Regions from separate parts of the Triticum aestivum genome. Here region 2 is linked to region 1. The links are chromatin contacts, called in public Hi-C maps. All regions are on one chromosome and are shown on one strand. The core of a region is the stretch at or near the end of the contact, and the rest is flanking DNA. Distances in the headings are between cores, read along the strand shown.

Region 1 (5,874 bases), core at 2,864-5,363:
TAATAAAATGGCTGCATGCATCGCCCAAATGCAGAGGCCGGGGTAATCATCCTTTTCAAAATATCCACGCATTGGTGTATTTGACATGATTTTTGTATCATATGTCTACAGAAAATATAATCTCCACATAGTGTCTTTGGTTCAATGATCCTCGAGAACTTTTTTGACCATATGTTAGACGATAAAATGGTTAGTTCTTTTTCTCTAGTTTCTACAGAAACGGTTTAAACTCCCTTCCAAACAGAAACATTGGGAAATAAACCACTGAGAAACTGTAGTTCAACTCTTTGTAGCTTTTGTTGCCTCATCTTATTCTTATTGGACGAGTTATTTGGTGAAAAATCTATAACCTTACTGAACTGAAATAAACCACACATGAACCGAAATTGCCTGGGTTTTTGGATAGCCGGTTGGGACGGAACTAGCTAGAGTATATAGCAAAAAACAACCACATTACAGGCTTTTGTCCAAAAAACTGTCACTTTTTTAATTTTTCTTAAACTACCACAAAGTGGTGGACTGTTCCAAAAACCCAAGTGTCGAATGGTTATTGTCTTAATCTGGATTATGACATGGAGGGCCCGCTCGCCAGCTCCATGTGGCAAAAAAGTCAACACCGTTAAGTAAACAGTTAGTTCACCGTTGTGACCGGGTGGGGCCCACATGCCATCTTCTTCTCCTCCCTTTTCTTCTTTGTCCTGTCGAACAGCCCCACCCCGCCGCCTGAGCACCGCGCCGGCGAGCAGCCCCACCCCCACCCTAGCTGCCGCTGCGTGTAGCTATTGCCCGCCCCTGTTGCGTGCTTCTGTTGCTGCCCGCCGCCGCCACTGCTGCTCGCCGCTGCTGTCCACCGCTGGTAGGTGTTGTGCTTGCCGCCGTCGCCTCGTGTTGCTCGCTGCCGCTCTTCGTCGCTGCGTGCTGCTCCGGCCACCACGCCCAGGAGCCTCCCCCACCAGAGCGGGTGAGCACGCCACAGCCCCGAGCGCGCGCACCTATGGAGGAGAGAGGAAGCAGAGCAGGCAGTGACTCCGGCAGGCAGTGGGCGGCGTGCAACTCGTCTCCATGCAAGGGGCGGGCATGCCTTCGTGCGGCCTGGCGGCGGGCGACTGCGAAGCCGCAACACTGCTCGTTGGGGAGGAGCTTTAATGCGCAGGCCTCGTCGTTGTCCTCGGCGCGGCAGCCGTCGCCCTGGTTCTGGCACTACACACGTGCATAAAGCCGCAGCGCCTTGCGATGTGGTCGGCGAGCTCCTCCGGTGTCCTCGGCTCTGGCGAGTTCGTCGCCGATGGGACCTGATGGATTTTATTATTTTTTGAAAAGGGCCCGATTGCTTTTTTGAAAAAAAATTGCAGGGACCAAATTGCTTTTTTAGGACCTGATTGCCTTTTAAAAATACGTGGGGGCCACCTGTCAACGGTCAAGCTAACAGCAACCTGACGGGTGGGCCAAACATGTCATAGTCTTGCTTAATTCTTAACGGTTCAGTCACTTGGGTTTTTTGAAACAGCAGACCACTTTTATGGTAATTTTTTAATAGATTAAAAAAATGATCGTTTTTTGTAGACCTAGTCTGTAATGTGGTACAGTTTTTTGCTATATACTCGAACTAGCTAGGTTGTGGCGTAGAGCCAATGTGAACAGGAGTCGTGTGCGGATAGCTCGGTACATAAGTTTTTTTATCAGTAATTCTCAGCATAACAGAGGTGGCTAGGCGGGCAACATTAAACTCCCCCTCTGCAGAAGACACGAACATTCAAGCAAAGAGTGTGATGAGTAATTGTACGAACCTTGTGACGGAGATTCGCTTGGAAGCCGACATATGATATTCCTAGCATAATCTGTATTTGACTATCTCTTTTCTCTTAAAGAAATGACACGCAAAGCTCATGCGTGTTCTTAAAGAAATAAACACGACAACACATTGGACCTGCGTTGGAAATGAACATAGCAGAGTCAGATTACCCACCATGGAAGTAACATAGGTGTAGTAACATCACACATGTCTAGATAAAATAGATGATGTGGCAAACAATAAATGAAAAAAGCGAGGCATGTGGTAAGGCTGGTCATAGTGGAAGTAACATAGATGCCACATAAGCAAAAATATTGATGTGACAAGTAGTTAATGAGGAGAGAGGCAAATAGAGTAACCTAATATGTTACCATCACATAGCGCTTACCAATGCAAAATGAGTCTACAAGACAATAAATGAACATGTGTATGTTACTACACATATGACACTTCTCACTATAAGGGTAGTAACATAGAGTAGTAACGTATGCATGTTAGTACTCTAAATTACTCCCCACTATGACTAGCCTAACATAGCTAGTTGGTAGACTTTGCCACATAAGATTTTTGATGATGTGTCATGCAATAAATGAGGAAAGAGAGAAATGATGTATGTACATGAACCAACACCCCTTGCACAAGCTCCAATGTAGAATGAGAGAGCACTTTATTTATTACCTCACATCCTATTGGGCAAACTAGATACAACCCATTGGAGATGTTGTATGTTAAGGTGTTGATTGATGACATGGCATATTTTACCAACAAGCTAACATACAAACTGTTGGAGATGCCCTAATAGTATGAGTAACATCACACATATCAAGGCAAGTTGAGTCTATAGCCTAATAAATAAAGTGTTGCATGTTATCATACATATATTACTCTCCAATATAGAGGTAGTAACATAGAGTAGTAACATGGGCGTGTTATTACTCTATGTTACTACCCATTGTGGCTAGTCTCAAAGAAGTCGAGGGAGGTGGGGCCTGATGGGAGGCCGAGGCAAGGTTGGGAGGAGCACAAAACCAGTCGAAAGCGGATGTGGAGCATAACACCAGTCAGAGGCTAAGGCAAAGAGGTCCCCCGGGGGATGGAGGGAGGGGGGGGGGATGTTGCGAGGGAGCACCAAGAGGTGTTAAGCGGCGGCGATGCACAATAAATCTAGCTAAAGGAAGTCGGGTCAAGCGCTACAGAGGGTGCAATTGCAATTTGAATGAAACATGGGGAAAGTTACGGACATTTTCTTGCCATGGGGTATATGACCTAACCAGAAGATCGGGAAGTACCTTTTTCCTTTTTTTTTCTATCAAGAGGAAAGACGTGGGCTTAGAAAATAAGCTAGGCAAAAGTTATACTAGTTATTTTTAGCTTATGCTTATTTTCCCTTAAAAAGCTCTGAAAATAACTGACCAAATATAAGACAAGCTGCTAAAGGCTGGTGCTACAGTTTGGTTTTCATGGTGGAGTGCTCTAAAGTTTAGTAGGTATCCTAATCAAGACAACACAAAAAGGAAGGGGGTGGGAGAGAGAGAGACGATATTATGGGAAAAAGATTATATGAGACCAGGTCTCATATAAATCAGGTGAGACCCGCCTTGATGGATGACATGTGGTATTCACAAATCAGAAAGTATCTAATCTCTCCCCCCTGATTTCAGGTGGGGGTGGGGTTGATGCTTTGTGATTTGCGAATGTCACGTGTCATCCATCAGGATGGGATGGATGGAGTGGCTGCCAACCATGCATAATCGATCGGGAAGTGGATGCAGATACAGCTGAATTCGACATCTCTGCACGCTTGAAATGATTGAATTTCTGAATTGGAAATGGCCTAGGCGAGTACGCGACGTGTGTTACGTGCTACCCTGCATCTCTAGCTTAGCTATAGCTGGATGATATTTTTAGATATTTAATCATGTATATGTATACACGCTTGCTACGTGACAACACATCTTGGTCCGACAAGACGTACGCGGAAGCCACAGCACGGAGACGGAGGACGGCGGCGATGTGATGCGGCAATACCCCGTCTCCTGTGTTTCTCGTTTCACACCCAGGTGCTGGTGCATGCATACATGGCAGAGGTGAGAGGTCAATAATACATGTGAATTTGATACTTTCCGTTCCAAAATTTTTGTCTTAAATTTATCTAAATACGGATGTATCAAGTCACGCTTTAATATTAGATACATCTATATCTAAATAAATCTAAGACAAAAATTTTAAGACGAAGAAAGTATTTTATTAGCACGGTACAGCTACAGTGGGTCCGTCTCACACACCCGCCCGGAATTCCGCCTCAGGCAGACCTTTCGTTGATGTAAAATGTAAAGGATGTCGCTAGAGAGCGCGGCTGCGCTTGTTTGTGGTTCGGAGCGCATCCTCCCACACACGCACGTCAAACAGAACGGTACACAACCAGCGCCCTTGCCCGCCCATGCATCCATCCATCCGACAGCAGCTAGCCACCACGTACATGTGCATGACAAGGTAGCTGGTGCGTAGCACGTCGCCTGTGGTAACTGGTAACTTGCTGTTCTCCGCGTTGCTATATCTTCTTGCACGCATGTGACTGCTCGTGTTGCCTTGCTCGTTGTGTCCGCATGTCGCCAATCCTTGCTTCGTCCGCATGCGCCATTTCGATCGCCGATCTGTCTGCATGCCACCTAGTGTACCGTTCATTGGCATCCGTTGGCCGAAAACCGGGCCGAGCGATCTAGAGCATGTATAGTAGAGCCCTCAAACCCTTAAATCGAAAACTAGTTTTAAGGGTTGAGAATTTGCCATATTTAACACTTTTAAGGGTTAAAAAACATGGGCAAAGACTAGAACCCTCAAGTCCAACCATTATAACGGAATATTCCGTTATAAGGGTTGGATTTGAGGGTTCTAGTTCCGTTATAAGGGCTGGGTTTGAGGGTTCTAGTCTTTGCCCCAACCCCAACCCTTAAAACTGTCATTTGACATATCACAATTTTCATCATCTCAATAACACCGAATAGTACTTTTAAACACATAATAATCATTCAATATATTACAACAATGTTCTGAAGCAAATTATAATAATTGTTCGAATCAAATAGGACATAGAAAAGTAAACAAAGGTAGATCATGGGCCTTGGCATCGCCCAGCCAACTGCCACTGGTGCTCTACTAGATCATCCCAGAGCTGACCATGAGTGTTTGCATCCTCAATCTGACGATGTGCTTCAAGAAAAGCTTGTACGCGACAAGGGTTTCTTTCCGGTTGCACACAAGTACCAACATTGTCATAGAAATAAGGCAGTTTTAACCCTCTCTCATCCTCGATGATCATGTTGTGTAGAATCACACAACATTTCATGATGTTCTTCAAGGTATTTTTGTCCCAAAAACGAGCTGGACCCCGAACTATGGCAAATCTTGCTTGCAAAACACCGAAAGCTCTGTCAACATCCTTGCGGGCTGCCTGTTGTGCCTTGGTGAAATGAGCCTCTTTTCTGGTTAAGGGCACCCCATTTTTCTCCTTGGCGGACTTCATTGAGATAGTATCTCAATGGGATACTATATGTGACGCCCGGATAATCAAGCTACAGTAACCTCTGTTAATGATGCCACATCACCACTCTTACTGTTGCTAACCTCGCAATGATTCGAAACCTTTTCAAATTCAAATTCAAATTAATGTCAAGCGATAAAGTTTTTAAAATATTAAACTAAAATGTTCGGAGTGTGCAGTTAAATGCCTAGGTGATTATAGTGCAACAAACACCCTTTTTGAAAATGTCTAAATATATTAAAATGAAATAAAACAGAAAAATGAAATAAATAAAAGGAAAAGACAAATCTAACTAAAAATAAAAAGAGGCACCCCCCACTGGGTCATCTGTGGCCCAGCTGGCCAGCCCAACTGGGCAAAGGCCCAGCCGACTGGCCCAGCCGACTGGCCCAGCCGGCCGACCCACCCCGCTCCCACCTTATCCCCCCACCCGACAGAAACCCTAACCGCTACCCCCCACTCCCCTCGATCCCCCACGTCTCGCTCCCTCTCCCCCTCCCCCCCGATCCAGATCGGGGGCAGCTAACACCGACGACCGCGC
Region 2 (6,072 bases), core at 1,808-4,307, 64 kb before region 1:
TCCACAGGGTTTTTGGAGGAGGACGTTTCAAGACGACAGGCGCTAACCGCTGCGTCTCTCCTCGCTCCCTCTCGAATGGATATTCGTTCGTGTCCCTTGTGTTAGAATTAATCCGAGGCCATCGTCGATCTACCGAGGACCAAGCAATCACACAAACACAAGAACGAGATTTGTTAACGAGGTTCACCATCATGGCTACGTCCCCGGGGCCTGACTACGGGCGTTCCTCCCCATGACTCCGCTACAATACCGCACCCAGCCTGCCCGGGCACCGACACACGCCGCTGGCTCCCTCACGTGCCCGTGCTATTATGTTGGCATAGGTTGCATCATGTGTCTACCCCCGCTATATACGAGAGGCATAGGATATAAGTGTCCTACTTGGACACGACTCCATATCCTATCTAAATACAATACAACTACAAGTCCAACTGTAACCTACCTTGTACAATTATATTCGACACAACTCTAACAAACTCCACCTTGGCGAATATTCTTCACCACCTTGGATTCATCCATGCGTCAAACATCCATGTACATTGGACTCAAGATACGCCATGAGCACCGCTGCTACTCCCAGACTCCATGTGACTCCACCTGTAATTGTAGTCCCTTCTCATCTTCTTAACAGTCAACACTCGAGCAAAATTAAGTTCCTCATTACTCTACTTTGTGCTCCCAACTTCCGGAGTATCCATCCACCGCCATCACACACCGACCACTGTCTGCGTGAAAGTGAACAACTCACATATTGGACACCACATATAAGAGATACCCGAACTCAACATCATCGCCCTCCTCGACTGTCTGTTTGAAACTTGAAGGAATTTCACCGTCTCCCTGTGTCACCCTGAGTCAAATTCGTAGTTGACTCACCCTTCTTCCGTATAGTCTCTGGCATGTCCCATAGCTATAGCACTCGGCCTCCTTCTGTATTTGTCATCTGCACTTTGCCATGTGCACTGAACACCACAGAATATATAGTCATGTACTCTCTCAGCTTTCGACATTAAGACTTTCCGCCACTTTCTCAGATTCTCCATAGTCAACTTATGTCCATCAACCGGCACCGATAGACCCAGTCACCAACTTGAATCTAGTACTCATCAACACTGCTTCAGCACCCCCTGCACAATTTGTCTGACCAGATATCTGACCACCAGTTCATTGGCCCGTCGTTGTGTTCCGTGCTTACCGCACGCATCGCCGCTATCACCGCGTCGAGCCTCTGCCGTCCTGGTCAAGTCTCCCGGGTAGCTAACCCACACTGCCTCAACCCCCACTGTAGAGAACCACTGATCATCACTGACCGGTGCCGAGTATCACGTCTCCATCAGACCACCGGTACCCGGTCCGACCCACGTGTCTCTCGCTATCCCGCTCAAATAGGTTTCGACTCTCCATGCATTTACGTTGTAGCCCCTCCATCAGCAAAGAGTGTAGTCATCCATCAGGCTCCAGCTCCACCTTCAACATAACTCCATGTAGTTGGCCGTGCTACCCCCACGCCCCGTCGATCTCAAGCACTCATGTGTACACTACCTTGAATCAACCCATGCGCCACAGTCTAGTCGAAGCCGCACAAGCCCTCAGACCTACACCACGTGTTTCTACGCCCCAGAAGTTGGCCACCATCAGCATCACGCTCCTATATCGTCGTCACTGAAATCACCGCCATCTTCTGCTTTGACCAACATCCACGTCAGTCCATTAGACTGTCCAGTCCGATCCATCCGAAAGTATCCGACTGCTACCATGCTCCACCCCGCCGTATCTATCCCGCACATCTCCATGCATTGCTTTGACGCCCTGATTATGCATGTTCCCTGTTACGACGCACTCCAGACTCCTCCAAGCCTTATACGCACGTCACTATCCTCGGTTCCTGTTTAACTGCTAGTCGAACAACACCACTGCTGCCATGCCGCAATCTCCTTAGCGTACGAAGCAAAGAACCCAAAAGTAGTCCCTGTAGTCTCTTGTGTACGTGTGCAACCAACTCAAACAATTTCATCTACACCTGTAGCACCTAGTGACTTCCTGAATATTTTTCTCATTCTATTGTTCCATGCACGAGATCAAACATGCTAGTAACCAGTAGATTCCATGTTCCATCACACTACAATACCTTTCAGAACCGATTTTTTTCCTTAATAAATCATCGCGTCGTGTTTGTGTGATTGCTTGGTCCTCGGTAGATCGACGATGGCCTCAGATTAATTCTAACAAGTGGTATCATGAGCTATGGTTGCGAAGAGGCTGTTTGATTATTCTAGAGGAGGGCGACGAAGGACGTCTGATAACTCGGTCGTGGTGGCTCGAAGAGTTCTCGATGGACGTGGAAACTGTCGCAGGAAAAGCAATCGGAGCAGATCGTTCACAGCGGCGGCGGCATATGCATAATCGGATCGAATAGCGGTCAGGTGCAGCGTGCAGGCGAGGCCATTGACGGGCTGCAGCATGTGCAGGCGCCCGGCCGGCCGGGGTGCGGTATTATAGCGGTGTCATGGGGAAGAGCATCCGTAGTTAATGCCCCGAGGATTTAGCCATGATGGTCAACCTCGTTAACAAATCGCAATACCATACTCGTGTGATTACTTGGTCCTCGGTAGATCGACGTGCGCTTCGGATTATTCTAACACCTTGAGAGATATATAATGTACAAACATCGTCAATAATGAAATAGACAGAGATTCATTTGTCTTCCTTGTTTCATATCAGAAATTACGCGCTTGGAAAACCCCGTCCACTTACGGCATGCACTACGCAGCGATGAAACCAACTACTCCAGAGCAGAGCAGAGCTGATCGAGTACTCGACTGTTTTCCGTGATGGAAATGGAAATACAAGTATGTGTTGCAACCTTCCTAAAGCACTCGAGTACCCTGTGTACCGCAGATTTTGAGGCTAGCTTAATTTTGTGGGCATCGGAATATTCAAGAGTAGCATCGTTTTCAGATCACTGTCACGAAGGCAACGGACACTCGCTGCCTGCACTGCACGCCGATAAGCGTAGTCGATGGAGAGACCACCACCGATCGATTCATTAGTGGCCCTCTCTGTGTGACCTTATCCTTCGGTGCCCCTACCACAAACCCAAACTTGCCGTCGTCGCGTCGCCTTGCGCTCCACCAAGACAAACCCAACACACGGCGCCGCCCCACTGCGTGTACGTCTGCGTCCGCATATATTTGTGGCGGCGGCGAACACGCGTTATCTACCGAGCTACGACGGCGGGCCACATGACTCCGGCCGTGGCGGCGCTCCTGGTGGTGGCGGTACTGGCCGCGAGCGCCAACATGTGCGCGGCGCAGCTCCGGCGGGACCATTATGCCGGCGTGTGCCCCGACGTCGAAGCCATCGTCCGGGGCGCCGTCGCCAAGAAGTTCCAGCAGACCTTCATCACCGTGGGCGCCACCGTGCACCTCTTCTTCCACGACTGCTTCGTCGAGGTAACAGGCAAACATGCACCCTACGTACGTGCATGAAGAACCATGCCGCCATACGCTACGCTTCAACGTTTGTGTGCATGTAGGGGTGCGACGCGTCGGTGCTGATCGCGTCCACGGCCAACAACACGGCGGAGAAGGACAGCACTGCCAACCTGTCGCTGGCCGGCGACGGCTTCGACACGGTGATCAAGGCCAAGGCGGCCGTCGACGCCGTGCCACGGTGCCGGAACCGGGTCTCCTGCGCCGACATACTAGTCATGGCCACCAGGGACGCCATTGCACTGGTAACAAGTTCATGCATCGATCTCTTCCGCCTGATTCTCATACGTACGCACACAAGTATTTATTAGCTAACGCAAGACACGTACGGTTTGGCGCAGGCTGGCGGGCCGTCGTACGCGGTGGAGCTGGGGCGGCTGGACGGGCTGAGCTCGACGGCGAGCAGCGTCCCCGGCAAGCTGGCCCCGCCGACGTCCAGCCTCGATCAGCTCACGGCGCTCTTCGCCACCAACGGGCTCTCTCAGACCGACATGATCGCCCTCTCCGGTACGTACGTAATTAAGTCCAGTACCAGTATAATGATACTTCGAAAAAACAAATATTATAAGGCGGCAAATTACGCGTTGCTGATCGTGTACGTACGGGCTCTGTGTACGTTTGCTTTGCTTGCACATTGAAATCAAGTTGGGATAGGGACACTAATGACGGTGAAAGCTAGGTAAACCAGGGTTGCACCCAATTCCAAATCGGACATACCATGCGTTACCTGCCCTGTTCGGAGTGTGCAAAGCCGCCAAACTCCAGTCCAGCCTCATCAATGGAGAAGACGTCGAATGCGACGAGACAAACCTACGTGCCGGGCTGCCGGCCCATGACCCTGTCCTACAATGACATCTTTGATGGATCAATCCCTCCAAAACCAAAAAATATATTCTTCGATGGATCATCAACTTAATTGATTGCTCTGTCCATCTACAGGATTGCTAGAATATGTTTTCACGATTTGCTGTCAGGGACAAGTTGGATGATTCCGCAACAACCTCCCTAAATAACAGTTTTATATAAAACACATCCATCCACCCTCTCAGAAAATCTAGGACAGCCATTGAAGATCATACGGTCCACACCACATTTGTCTATTTTTTCTAATGCTAAGACTTGATTCTATTGTAGCCTCCCTCAAGTTAACATGTTGCATGGAGTGGTGGAGCCATGTCGGTCAGGAGGTGTGTGGCAACACGATGGAAGTACACAAACACCTTCTAGCATATATATGGGAGCGAGACATGTCTTCTTCCCTCCGACGAGAAATTGCTAAGATCATGGCCTTCCCAATTGCTTGGCCTCTTCTCATGGAGAAACCCCATTGAAGAGAACTCCAACACTTGCACTCGTACTCGGATAACCTGTCCATAGTGCACGTGTCCGCTGCCCTACAGATTAGAAATCACAGACGAGCAGCCACTAGCCGCACCCACCCTTACCAAATTAGATTGCTTGCCTATGATACAACTTCTCGAGGTGCAATCGCTTGTCATCAACCATTTGAAAACACCATAGCCAATGCTCCTGTGTAGCCTTTCCTGCTCATCTCAGGGGAAAGAAGCACGCAGCAGCTACACCCCCCATCCTTTGATTCTTTCACACAACCGCATCAATATTAACATGCATGTACCATTGGGGAGGTGATGGATGGATTAGGCATGTGCGCCAACGGTCCGACACGACGGCCCGACCGAAGGCACGACGATCGGGCTAGGCCCTACTTTATAGCCCGAAGGCTCCGCCTGGAAGAGAAAAAAACATAACACCTAAAAATAGGATTTGAATAAAAATATAGGATAATAATGTATTTCTTTACTCTTCAGATATTCTTTTTGAAATAAGAAAACATCACTTTTTGTTTTTTAGGGCCGGGTCAGGCCCCAGCTTGAGATTTTAGGGTCAGGATTTTATAACCCGGTCCATTTAGCTTCCTCTCCCACATAAAACCGTGATGGATGGTGATGTTAGATGTAGTTCTCTTTGAGCTGACTTGCCGATTTCTCATTTTACTTCCTATTTTTGACAACATTAGTCGATTGAGAACTAGTTAAGGTTGTATTTGCATGACGATGGATTATGATAAGTCTATCTTTTTTCTCCTAATCTATTAGCTTGCATATATTATTTCTAGACTCACTTGAACCACATGCCTAGTATTACTTTTTTAGATCACATGTCTACTACGTACTTCTTTAGTCGCGTGTTGGTAATTCAATAGATATTTTTGAACCAATTAAAGATTTCTTCACGAGCTCTCATTCACCTTCTTAGAAGCAAAGAACATGCCAGGTTTCATGTAGGGTACATTATTTAGTCTTAACCGTTGAGCTATCACATGGTGTCATGACACGGACGTATCCAAATTCTTTTCCTGGAAAAGGGACATCCAAATTCTGATGTTATCCTTTCTTTTTTGACTTGCGGTGCATGAAGGAGGGCACACGGTGGGGCTGGCTCACTGCAGCACCTTCGCCGGGCGGCTGCGGCCGACAGCCGACCCGACGCTGAGCCCGCGGTTCGCAGCCCAGCTGCAGGCCTGGTGCCCACCCAACGTGGACCCACGGACCGCCGTGCC

What was found. Hi-C and Micro-C count contacts between places; a contact is called where the count stands out from the background.
Region 2: a Hi-C map of leaf shows a contact between it and region 1, with 2.9 times the contacts expected there. The contact joins the promoter of LOC123045090 here to the enhancer-like site in region 1. A contact is called at or near these places in 4 of 5 Hi-C or Micro-C datasets (leaf and an unstated tissue).

Annotation. Positions count from the first base shown.
Region 1 is chr2B:392,968,745-392,974,618 of IWGSC CS RefSeq v2.1, reverse strand. No RefSeq gene overlaps it. Among protein-coding and RNA genes, the nearest start is that of LOC123045089, 5.3 kb to the left of the region's middle. Within about 2 kb of position 4,113, at least 4 of the 8 cell types and tissues checked have an H3K27ac peak or open chromatin away from gene starts, as enhancers often do. A contact at or near this core is called in leaf, where this site is marked.
Region 2 is chr2B:393,031,981-393,038,052 of IWGSC CS RefSeq v2.1, reverse strand. It overlaps LOC123045090 (peroxidase 51), which reads left to right and starts at 3,057. Exons shown (of 4, transcript XM_044468021.1): 1 at 3,057-3,452; 2 at 3,536-3,736; 3 at 3,833-3,998; 4 at 5,931-6,072. The coding sequence starts at 3,243.